Linked DNA regions of Ovis aries: region 1 is linked to region 2. A link is a contact called in public Hi-C data. All regions are on one chromosome and are shown on one strand. Each heading gives the region's core, a stretch centred on a gene start, on an enhancer-like site or on the middle of the called end of the contact. The rest is flanking DNA. Distances are from core to core; before and after follow the strand shown.

What was found. Hi-C and Micro-C count contacts between places; a contact is called where the count stands out from the background.
Region 1: a contact with region 2 is called in a Hi-C map of mixed tissues, with 4 times the contacts expected there. The contact joins two enhancer-like sites. A contact is called at or near these places in 4 of 16 Hi-C or Micro-C datasets (hypothalamus, mixed tissues, muscle and 1 more).

The regions. Positions count from the first base shown.
Region 1 is chrX:39,451,458-39,457,327 of ARS-UI_Ramb_v3.0, forward strand. The region is part of intron 1 of BCOR (BCL6 corepressor); the gene reads right to left. Among named protein-coding and RNA genes, the nearest start is that of BCOR, 24 kb to the right of the region's middle. Within about 2 kb of position 2,659, at least 30 of the 54 cell types and tissues checked have an H3K27ac peak or open chromatin away from gene starts, as enhancers often do.
Region 2 is chrX:39,155,289-39,160,972 of ARS-UI_Ramb_v3.0, forward strand. No RefSeq gene overlaps it. Among named protein-coding and RNA genes, the nearest start is that of TRNAS-GGA, 170 kb to the left of the region's middle. Within about 2 kb of position 3,698, at least 5 of the 54 cell types and tissues checked have an H3K27ac peak or open chromatin away from gene starts, as enhancers often do.

The DNA.
Region 1 (5,870 bases), core at 1,409-3,908, 300 kb after region 2:
GCTTCTGGCATAAGCTTTCAGGGAGATGGACCAGAGGATGTCAATGGCTCAGAATATTCTTTGTACAGTAAAAGAAATGTTAATTAGGCTCGGAGTCACAGGGTCTTCTGAGGCACCACCAGTCTTCAAGACAGAAACCCTCAATCACGTGACCTGCCAAAGGGCCTGGTGATGGCCGGCTGGTGACAGGACGAAGACGAGAAGGAGGCAAGATACTAACGCGCTCCTGATCCAGAACAAGAATCCGGTTTGCCTGTTAGCCAGGAGAAGAGGGAGCTCCCCGGGACGCATAATTATCTTTTCAGGCCTGAAGAGGAACATAAATTACTCTCTTCTTTATCAAAACACAGAAATACACTTTCTCCTACATAGCAACAAGGTTCTTGCACACTGGTAGGGAAGGGGTGAAGAAGAATAAACATTTTTGAGAGAAGATTCCTTTTTTATCCAGTACAGAAAGAGAAGAGAAACTAACAGTGGGAGACACACTTAGCTTATCTGATTGGAAGAGCCTGGACGTTTTTTGATGCCAAAGAACTAGGTGAACTTGACCCACTGAAGTGCCATCCTAGATACCAACTTACATCAGTTTTATAGATTCCCTTTTTATTAGAGCTTAAATCAATATGGATGGAGTTGGAAACCTTGCTCTGGTTATAAATAGAAAGGACGCCTCAGGAAAACCCCCAAAGTGGCAATTTGGGTAAAAGTGACAAGGGAAGGAAAGAGGTGTTAGAAAATGACAGTTAATGAGCCAGTGGCCTTGCCTCTTTGTTCCCTAACAGTTGTCAGAGAAACCATCAAAGGGAGGGAACAGGGGCCCTTCTCAGAACCATCACAGGAAAAGCTGACTCGCTTTCTGGCTGCTGCAGATCCCCTCGGTGGTGGCTCACAGACCGGCCCCCTGGGAGTTTGCCTGTGTATATTTATGCATTTCCGGGCTGGGGGTGCACGCACTTTTTACAATGTCAGGCCTGGGCCTGTGAAACCCACCAGCAAAAGTTCTATACGAAGAAAAAGATGTTCTAAGGAAGATGTTGTATATGGAACAACTGCTCCAGCCTAGTCAGCAACATCTTCTTGGTTCCTTCAGCACTACCAAACTCCCTCATTTCTTCCCACCTTGGCTATTGGCCAGGCTCTGGGCTTCCTCTAGACCCACACAGACCTGATGGTTTACAGACCCCACCGTGCGCACGGGGCAGGGACATATGACCAGGGTATAAGCCAGCTGGCCAAGGGGGAAAGGAGGCTCAGCTCCCATGGGGGGAGGACCCAAGGACCCAGGATACAAGCTCAGAACCCACTGAGGATGACACCTCTCCCTTGGACCCACCTGGTACTCCAAATCAAGACAAAAAATGGTGGCCTTGTCCCATATTGGTGGGCTACGCCTAAAGGTGGAGGCAGCCTCTGTGGCATGAAGAACCTACACATTGGGTCCCAAACTTGGAAAGGGTTTGGAGGCAGGAGAGGGGTATCTTCAGGCCTCCCACCTCTCCACCCTTCTGAACATTTTCCTGGAACCCACTGAAGCTGCTAGTGGAGTTGTTCCTGAAGCTCCTCGGGAACTGTCGCTACCTCCTGGTGCACGACTGCAAGGAGAATGGCTTTCTGTCACAGAATCCCTTGGATAGTATTTGCATTCATCAAAACAAGGGGCCTCAGATTCAGGGGCAAAGCCTCACAGTTCCTATACTGACTCTGCTTTCCCTCCCGCACCTCTCAGAAACACACCCCCAAACTACTGGGGTGTACACCGAGCTTGAGGCCAGGGTCAGCGGAGGCACGGCCGCCGCCACCAACAAGTTGCCGGCCAAGATAACAGCTGCGGGAGGGGGAGGGGAGCCGCAAGCAGCCACGACCGAACCGTTGCGATCTAGAAAATTCAACAAGAGGCCGCCGCCAGCGCGGCGGCGGCGGCGGCTCCAATTAGCTGAGCCAACTGGGAAGGCAGAGAGTGAGGCGGCGGCCCCGCCGATCGTGCCCGGGGCGACCAGGCGGGCGGGGGCGCGGGGCCTCGGAGCTGCCCGGGCGGCCCTCGCCCGGCCCCTCCCGCGGGCTCTCGGAGCGCGCCTGGTGTTTACACACTGTCCTTCCGACACGGGATCAAGTTTCAGGCCGCGCTGGAGGCGCCGGGGGCCGGCCACAGGCCCGGGAGAGGGGAAGAACTGGAACGGGATCGAAGGCAGCGCTGCGCGGACCAGAAGGCCCGGCGCGCGTGGGCACAGCTAGTGCCGCGATCCCCTCGGGGGTGGGGCGAAGGGAAGTCTGGCGGGCAGGGTGGACAGGGACAGGTGGGACTGCGGAGAGTTATCCGGAGGGAGAACCATCTCCCAGTCGCTAGAGTGGCGTGGTTTGCTCACTCTGGCCGGAGAACTAAGCCCCGGCGAGGGGCGGGGAGGACTGCCCCAAAGCCGGGCGCCAAGAACGCTTTGAGCGCCCCTCGTTGAGCTCTCCGCTCTTTCCCCCCAGTACCTTTGATACACTACCAGATGGATTCAGACCACTGTGGGGCAGGAAAGGGGCTAGAAGAGGAACGCACTCGCGGAGACCTCGAGCCTCCCCGCGCGCTCTGGCCCCGGGGCTGTCGAGGCCTCGGGCCGAGTGCCGGAGGGCTCGCCGCTCCGCGTCTTCTCTGAGCTGGCAGCGCGCGGGTGCCCCATGCTGTCAGGCGGCGGCGGGTATGCTTCCAGCAGCAGGCACGCTGTAAACAGCTGCGTGCGCGCCCTCCCCGCCCGGGCTGGGAACCTCACCCAAACACCATGTCGCCTTCTCTCGGGCTCCCGGCAGAGGCTGGGGGTGAGGGGGTGGGGAGGAGGCGCAGGGGGTGAAGCTTTTGTAGTCTAGCCGGGAGAACCCGGGCCCCCACCCCACCCCCAGGCCAGCGGGGCCCGGGAGCAAGCGTTCTGAACCTGCAGGGGTGCGGGGTGCTGCGGGGAGGGGAAGGAGTCAGCGCCTGCCCCTCCCCACTGAATGTCTGCTTTGTTCCGGAAAACAAGGGAAGCATTAGGCTGCTGCCCCCGGGGAAACACAAAACTTCTTTTTGAATCTCGGGAAGGGCGGTTGACTGCGCTACGGGGCTCCCGAGACAGACCGAGGAGGGGAAAAGCTGAGAGGGCGGGTGGAGACAGGGAGACTCCGGAGGGAAGACGACGGACAAGTGTGGGGCGGGGAAGACAGCCGCTCAGGGTGACCGGGCGAGAGACCCGGGAACCCGACTCGGCGTGAACGTGCCGCCCGAGTTCCAGCGAGCAGCCGGCCCGGCCAAGTGGCGCCGGCCCAGCCGGCGGCCGTGCCAGCTTCCTGCCCTGCCCAGGACCGCGGAGCAGTCGGGGACGCCGCCGCAGGCTGGCCCGGAATCGCAGGACAGCGGGGTGGGGGCCGCAAAGCTCCCAGTAAACCCCAACCAGAACTTTGTGCATCATATTTGCCCCTCATCCCCACGGTGGGCCCGGATCCCAGACCTGGGGGGCGTCGGCTGTGGGCTTACAGTCTTGGAGAAAGGAGGGGGCAAAGGCCCAGGGAGCTCCCCCGCGCGGGAGGTGGGAGACTGTCTGAGGTGTCTTTGGTCTCATTTGATGACCACTAATCGGATCGACTCCCAGGCCCGCTGTGCCGTTGCGAGGGGGCGGGTCACATCTGCCCAGGCCGGTGCGTGCGGGCGAGAGGACAGAGTGAAAGCAGACCTGGAGCTCTCGCTCTCCAGCTCCGGATCTTCTCCCGACCGCCACTCCTCACTTCGCCCTTCCAGCACCTAAGGAAGGGGAGGGCACCCAGGCTCTGCTCCACCCTCCGCGGGGCGCTCCCCTCCGCCTCGGAAGCTCAGAACTAGAGCGAGGGTTTTCCCCCTTTCCCCTGGGCTCGCAGGGTTTCCAACTTCCTCTAAACCGCCCTCTCCGCTCCGAAAAGCCCCGAGGAGAGGAGCCGAAAGGAAGCACGCCGCTGGTCTGCGAAATGAAGACCATGTGTGAGGACGGCGGCATCAGAGTGGAGCCGCAGCGCAGTTGGGGGGGGGGGTGGCGAAGCCCCCGCGCGGCCGGAGACTCGGGACAGCAGCAGCCAGCGCCTCTGCTCGGCGTTGGGGACGCGGAGCCGCAGTGAAGAACAGCGGAGAGGCTGGGCTGGCCTCGTGGCGGGCAGCAAGGAGGGGGTGCGGGGGCTGCCGCGCCGTGGGGGGCTGGGGGGCGGGGACGCAGCCCAGGCTTCCTGGGCCGCAGCTGCGACCGAGGGCGCAAGAGCAGATCGTGCTCGGCGGCGGCGGCGGCGGCGGCGGCGGCTCGGGCCCGCCGCGCTCGCAGCTGAGAATCAACAAAGGGAGGCGGCGGGCGAGCGGGGGAGGGGCGCCGCAGAGCGCTCGCTGGCTGCTGTGGAATAATAAAAAATAATTAATAATGATAATAAGAGAAAAATCCCCGGGCTTTCATGGCTCTGGGTTTCCGTGTGGCTGCCACGGGAAGCGCGCTGTCCTTGAGGCGGCCTCTCTCGCCTGGTCTGCCCGCCCCTCCCCCTCCCTCGCCCCCTCCCCTCCCCAGGAACCGGGAAGAGAAAGGTCTGCAGCTGACAAATATTATCCATTCTCCCCATCGATCGCGGAGTGTACAGATGTGAGCGCTTGATGTGCCCGCGGAGCGGCGGATCCTCCCTGCTCGCTCGCTCTCGCCCAGGCTCCGCTCGCCGCCCCCCTCCTCCCCCTTTGTTCTCCTCCCCTTTCCCTCTCTTTAAATAGATTTCAGGGCGCTGCCTGTTGGAGAGCAGCTGGCGATCTCTCCCGAGAGAGGCAGCGAGCGCAGCCCGAGGTGCCCTGTCACCAGTCTCCCCTCCCCCACCTCGCCTTCCCAGTGAGGTCCCACCCCCACCCCACCTTTCTCCAGTTTCCAAAAGAGAAAACACCGGGAACACCCACGTCCACTGCACCGCGAGCCTCTCGGAGCCTTTGGACCCCTCGCGCTGTCCCCGTGCTGGTGTCCGTGTGAGGAGGAGGGAGGGGGCGCAGGGAGGGGGACCCAGGGACGTGCCGGAAGAGCCGAGGGTCGGGATCTTTCTCCGGCAGCAGCAGGCACGCAGCCCCGGTCACGCTGAGAGGGGACAGTTTACCCATTAGGGAAAGTCGGCGGAGGCGGCTCTTTTATTCCTCTTTTGCAGATGGCAGATTAAGCCAGCAGCGTTCGGCCTCAAAGGGGCCGGCCGCTCGGCTAAGGGTTAACCCGTCGGCCGGTAATCGCAGGCACATACACACACACTCACACACACACGAGCGGGCGCGCGCGACGCGCCCTCCCCGCCCGCCCGAGCGCCCGCCACAGCCCGCAGTGCGCCCGGGGCTGGGGTGGGGGGGGGTGGAACTCGGGGGGAGGGGCGGGGCGGGCTTAACCAGGCCGCTCGACTGAGCCGAGGCCACCTCGCCGTCTGTCACTTAAATGATTGTCCTCCGCTCCGCTCGGTGCGGTCAGTACGGGCTGTTAACAGGCAGTTGCAATCAGTTTCCGAAAGGTCAGCCAAGGTCCTCCGGCTCTCGCAGACGGAAGGCATTACGAAACCGCTTTTGTATCTGCAGGCACTTTAGAAAAAGACGCGAGGAGGGGCGCACCGCAGCGCCGCGGTGCTGCGAGCCCCGGGAGAGGGGCGGGGGCCGTAGGGCGGGGGAGCTCGCCCACCCCCGCCCCCCGCCGCTGCCTGGACTCGGCGGCGGGGAAACCACACCGCGAGTGACCCAGGCCCTCCCGGCTTCGATGGGGAAGCAGGAAGGAAAGGGGGGGGGGATCAAGCGGCAAGGCAAGGAGAGGAACGGGAGGAAGTGGGAGAGGCGTCCTGGCTCCCCTCCTCTCCTGCCTTCGGCCCACCCCAGGACCCAGACCCGGGCGGGCGGC
Region 2 (5,684 bases), core at 2,448-4,947:
TGCTGGGAAAAATTGAAGGCAGGAGGAGAAGGGGACAATAGATGATGAGATGGTTGGATGGCATCACCGACTCAATGGACATGAGTTTGGGCAGACTCCGGGAGATTGTGAAGGACAGAGAAACCTGGCCCGCTGCAGTCCATGGGGTCACTAAAGTGTCAGACATGACTGAGCAACTGAACAACAACCACCTAAGAAGTGGGCTCTAGGAGAGAAGGCCACAGCCCTCTGCAGCCGCAGCTGCTCTCAGAGGACCCTTTCCCAAACTCTCCCTTCTCACCCGGTTCAGGGAGAGGGTTAATAGATACAAGGGGGTAGGCGGAGGCCTTTTGTGGCCAAACACTCTGGAAAAGATTGGCAGTTTACCCCGCCCCGAAGATTCACAATGTACATTAGCATAGTAAAGGCGCCAGATAAAGACAACGTTTGGCTTTGTTTACCGTGGGGGTTGCCGGTACTTCTGGAGCTTAAGCTGAAAGCGAAAGGAAGGGTAGGAGTTAGATAAGAGTGTTTGAGGCTGAGGGCACGGCCCAAGTGAAGGCCCCGACAAGTCTGCAGAAGTGGATGAAGTTGAGTGCGGCTAGAGGAGCGGGCCTTTGACCTAGAGGGCCCTGGGCGACGATGCGCTCAGAGCTAACGCGCCGCAATCCGAGGCAGCTTGCCCAGCTCTCCGCAGGTTTGGCTGGCTGCCCCCTTGCATCCTTCCATCTGTAACCGACGTCTGGGGGACTGGCAGGAGTGGATGCAGACCACAGGATTAGCACGCCCTCTTGGAGTTTCTCCCCCATGGCCTCTGGGTCTCTTCACCCCACAACCAGGGAAAGCCACAGTGCCCGGGGGTCCCCTGACAGGGTTTGGAGATATCCCTTGACACCCAAACACCACCGCCCCTCTATGACCAAAGGTGCTGTCCCCAAGCCTTTGGCCATGGGGCTGCAGCCTGGCACCACCATGTACAGTCTGACTCCGGGAGAAAAACAAAACAAATAGCCTGCCTGCAGTGGGTGGCACTAGCTGTCTCCGAAGCTTTACAACCCAGGTCCCTGGGTGCCGGCCTTGGTTCCGCAAGACTTCAGAGCCGCCTGTGACAGCAGAAGTGAGAGTTCACAGGTGTATCCTCTTTAGAAAGGTGGAGGGATGGACAGAGGTGCTGGGGAAAGCTGGCAGGACAGGAGACTGTCCTTTCTTCTTGGGTAATAGCATCTGTGGACTGCCTCACCCAGACCAGAGAGTGCTTCCCGGCCTCAAATTTACCACCCTCCTTATGTCAAATATAACACATTCTCTGAGCTAATGACCTCTGACCCCGCCTTAAAAAAAAAAAAAAACAGCCCTCCACTTCATCTGTCTTTGGGCTGCTGACTGCCATTCTTGGAGCAGGCAGAGAGTCTAGCAGTTCTTTTGTTTTCCAATGATACTTTTTCTCCTGATTCCCTTCCTTTCAATCTGATTTTGCTCCATGTGTCTAAAGAACAAGGCTGCCCAGACTCCTGCTCACCCTGACATCAGGCGAAAGCCAGTTAGGTGAGCCTCTGATTTGATGTACAAATGTGCAGGGTTGGCATTTGACTATCGGATTCATGCTCAAAGTGGCCATTCAAAAAGAGTCCTGGGCCTCACTCAGAGTTCAGTCTGGCCTGAGGACTGACTTTCCAAGAGCTGCGAGCTGATGGGTAGAGCCAGCCTTTTTGGCAGTAGGGGCCCTGGGCAGAGATGAGTCCGACTGTACCCAGGAGCCTGGGAAGAATGAGTACAAGTCACAGGCAGCATGATCGCCCAAGTGTGGCAGCGTGCCACCTGGCCTTAGAGACGCGCGCGAGAGCTCTGATGCCTACAACAGTCTGCAACAGGGGCAAAGGTGTGACAGAGCTCTCAGCTCCACCCTTGACTCTCTGTGACCCTATGCACACAAGGGTTCCATCTGAAATGCTGGAGGGCACAAGAGTCTGAGTGCTCATCCCTGTGGCAGTTAGGGTCCTCTAGGTAGCAGATACCAAGATGGAATCAAGTTCAGGATATGTATTGGGAGTGATGTGCCAGAAGGGTCAGGAGGAGGGAGCAGGAGTAGGTGGGAGAGACTTCAGGCCAAGACGCAGGTCTGATCCCTGAGAAACCAGGGGAAAGGAAGGAAGATGGGATGAGAAGAACCTCAAACACAGTGCAGCTCTGAGAAAATCTCCATCAGGCTAATGGGGAGCCCCAGAGCAAAGACTGCCCATAAGAGACATCCCACGTCTGGCCCAGCTCTGGTGGCCCTCTCTGCTGTCCCCGGGTGGGGTCTGTGGCCCCCTCAGCTGCCGTGAATGCTGAAGGTGCCGCAGTTGGGGGCTGTCAGCTAACAGCACCCCTTCCAGAACCTTCTCCACCGAAGGGAAGCCTGGGTAGTGCCCTCCCATGGCTGCCAGAGTGCTTCTGTGCCAAGTCAAGAGGATATGTCAAGGATGGTACAGGGTTACAGCCCTGGCTCTAAGCCTGGTCTCCTGACCACAGACAAACTTTCCCCCCTTTTCATCTCAGTGTATGGACGAAGAGAATCAACCGTTATCTGTCCTGTCTCAAGTCTGAACACCCTTAGATTCTGGTTGTTTTCATCTTTGAGCTCCTCGAAGATAGACACGGAGTCAGAAAGGACTCGGCGACTGAGGGGCCTCTACCCCCGAGATAAATACATTCAAGTTGGAAAAGGTCCCAGTCGTATTTGCAAGTCCAGAAGGGAGGTGGGGTGAGCTGAGACCACGCAGCTACCCATTGATTTGATTATTCCTCAAAGGTGTACTAAGTACCTGCTCTGAGCAAGTAAGGACTATGTGCCCAAGAGAGGCTGCGAGTCTCCTGAGGACCAGAGAGGCTGCAGCAGGAAGATCTAGCCACCCATCCCCTACCCCCCAAGGTACCGAGATGAGGGGTTCAGAAGTTCTCTAAAATAGAGTGTAATCCAAACGACCCTCCACACACACACACTCCCCCTGCACTGCCAATTCACAAATATATGCGCACACACACACGCACAAAACACACACACACACAGAGCCATCTTTGGCATCATGAATAATTTATCTTTGTAGAACCCTGTACAGTTTACAAATATTAAAGCATTATCTCATCGTTTTAATCACAACCACCACTGTGGAGCAGCCTCATTCTTCCTGATAATGAAGTTGGGCTCAGATAAGATCTGAGCAAGGTGAAATGGCTCAGTAGGTGGTTCTTAACCTTTGGGGCAATCTCAGCTCCCTTTAACAACCCTCTTCTCAGAAAAAAAAAAATATATATATATATATATATATATGCTTACCACCTCAAAATTTCACCCAGGCTTTCACGGCATCACAGTTCCCTCCTCCAAACCCTCCAAAACGGGGGTGAACACCCCACCCACCCCTAGTGGTAGGAGACCAGGCTACAGTTTTGCGCGGCTGGAGCTGAGGTCCACCAGGCAGCCCCTGGATGGGCGAGGAATCTCCGTGCCATTACAGCAGGATAAGGGAATCTCCCACCCGAGATGGGCAGGGAAGGGTTAAAGGGAGGGGGGTAAGGGTTTTGTTTTTCACCTCGGAGGACTCTGTTCTGGGTCATTAAGAACACACAAGGCCGAGTGAGCATTCCATTCCCCGGGCCTGCCTCCAGCGCACAGCTCTGCTTTCCAACAAGATAAGTCCTGTGCGGAAGACCAGCCTGCTTCCCAGAGAGCCAGATGGGAACTCGCCCCAGATAAGGGCCGTCCAGTGCCAGTCACACGGGGCCTTACCGCTGCAAGAATGGCCAACCCCGAGGCTGCAGTTCTTGTAGGCTAAGGAGGGGGAAGCGTTTGTGTTGCTGTTCAGTCGCCAAGTGTGTCGACTCCTTGCGACCTCCTGGGCTGCGGCGGCCAGGCTCCTCTGTCCCTCACCGTCTGAGCGTTTCTGAGGGGCTCACTAACACAGTGCCGGCCTAGGCTGCTCTAGAGGAGGAACCCTCCCCCAGGCCCTGTTTGGTACCGGGCCAAAGCGGGGCTGCCCCGGGTTGTGGACAGTGGGGCCTCGGCATCTGTGCGCCCGCAATTTGGGGGCTGGGTGTGTTCCAGCGACGCCTCAACCACCTCCTGCTGAGCTCACAGACGGCTTAGCCATCCCACTCGGCTTAGCCATCCTACCCCAGCCTTGGAGCAATCCTATCCCCATCCACCACCCAGGTGGTACCTGGCCCCAGCGCAGGTAAGGAGAAAGGCCTGTGGAAAACACCATTACAGATAAGTAACAGCCGCTTTCAGGTTTAATGACACGTTGCATCCATCCTAAAGCTCTCAAAAAAAAAAAAAAAAAAAAAGGCCCTCTCGGGGGACAGCGCCTCGCGCCTGTAAGTAGGAGCGACAGGCCGGGGCGCGCGCGGGGGGAGGGCCCACGGCGCGGCTCGGGTGTGTAAATTAACTGGGGGCAGCAGAGTAAATACATTACACACGGCATTTATTATGCGTCCGGACCTCGGAGGGGTTCTCTGGCTCCCGGACGTGGCAAATCTTGTCCTGAGCGCCGCAGGCCGCGTGGCCGAGGGCGATGGTCGGGGCCCGGGGGTGGCAGAGGGAGCGGGGTGCGGGGGGAGGCTTTTGGTTCTGTGCCCAAGAGCCCCCGGGGAGCCCCCTCCCCACGGCTGAAGGTGGGGGTAAGGGCAGGGGCGGAGGAGACGTGGCCCCGGGCGCCTATCGGGCGAGGGGCCGGGCGGGGAGGGCGAAGGGGTGGGAACGGGCGGCGCGCCCAGCCCCTTAGCATTCCGCCGGCGCGCCCGCCATCGCCGCGTGCGCCCCCGCGCCCCGCTGTAATTACCCCGATTACCAAATGAATCTCGCGCTTTTGTGCTCGCCGGGCGGTGGGTGCGGGGAGGCAGTTCTAATAGTTGTCATTAGGGCCGGGGGAGGCGGGGCGCCGGGAGCTGGGGGTGGGGAGCTCGGGGGTGGGGGGAGGCCCGCCGTTCCCTCGCTCGCTCGCTCGCAGGCGGTCCCGGGCGGCGCACAGGCCGCTGCTGGCTGCTGAGTAATGATTTTTTTTCTAATTGGAGGCGAACAGCGGCCCTAATGGATGGAGCAGCTCTCGGCGCGCTCGCTGCACCCGCCCCTCGATCAATACTTCTCGCTGCGACCGCCTGGCCGAGCTCCCCCGCCCTTTGTGGTCCGAGATGCCGCGGGGGCCCCCAATCTCCCCCCGTCGCCGCGCCCCCCAAGAAGCCTCTGCGCGCCGCCCCGGGGGCTGCCCCCACCTCCCCGGACACCCTCCCGCCCCTCCCGGACTCTCCATCCCCTCCTAGCCTCACATCACCTGCAGCCTAGTCCCCGTGGCTTTCCAGCCAGGGCAGCTTGTCGGGCAGGCGCAAAGATGTAGGGGGAGGACAGACTCTGGATTGCCCCCTCCACCCTTCCTCCGAGACCATGCTTCCTCCGAGCTCCCCAGGCCCGGGGGAGAGCCAGGCACGGGCAGAGCCACCTCTGAGGGTTTGCACCCGCTGGTCCGGAAAGGGTTCGCTGAGTCAAATTAAACCCCGCGTTTTCTCCCTGAGCCCTTTCCAGCTCAAACCCGCTCCTCCTCGGCCCTTTCAGCTTCTTGTACTAAGAGAACCATGGCGGCTAGACACACCCCGGGGTTCCGTTCTCCAAGAAGCCCGGGGTCTGGACAGGGCGAAGAGTTCCCTGCGGTGTGCGGGATCAGACACGCCCC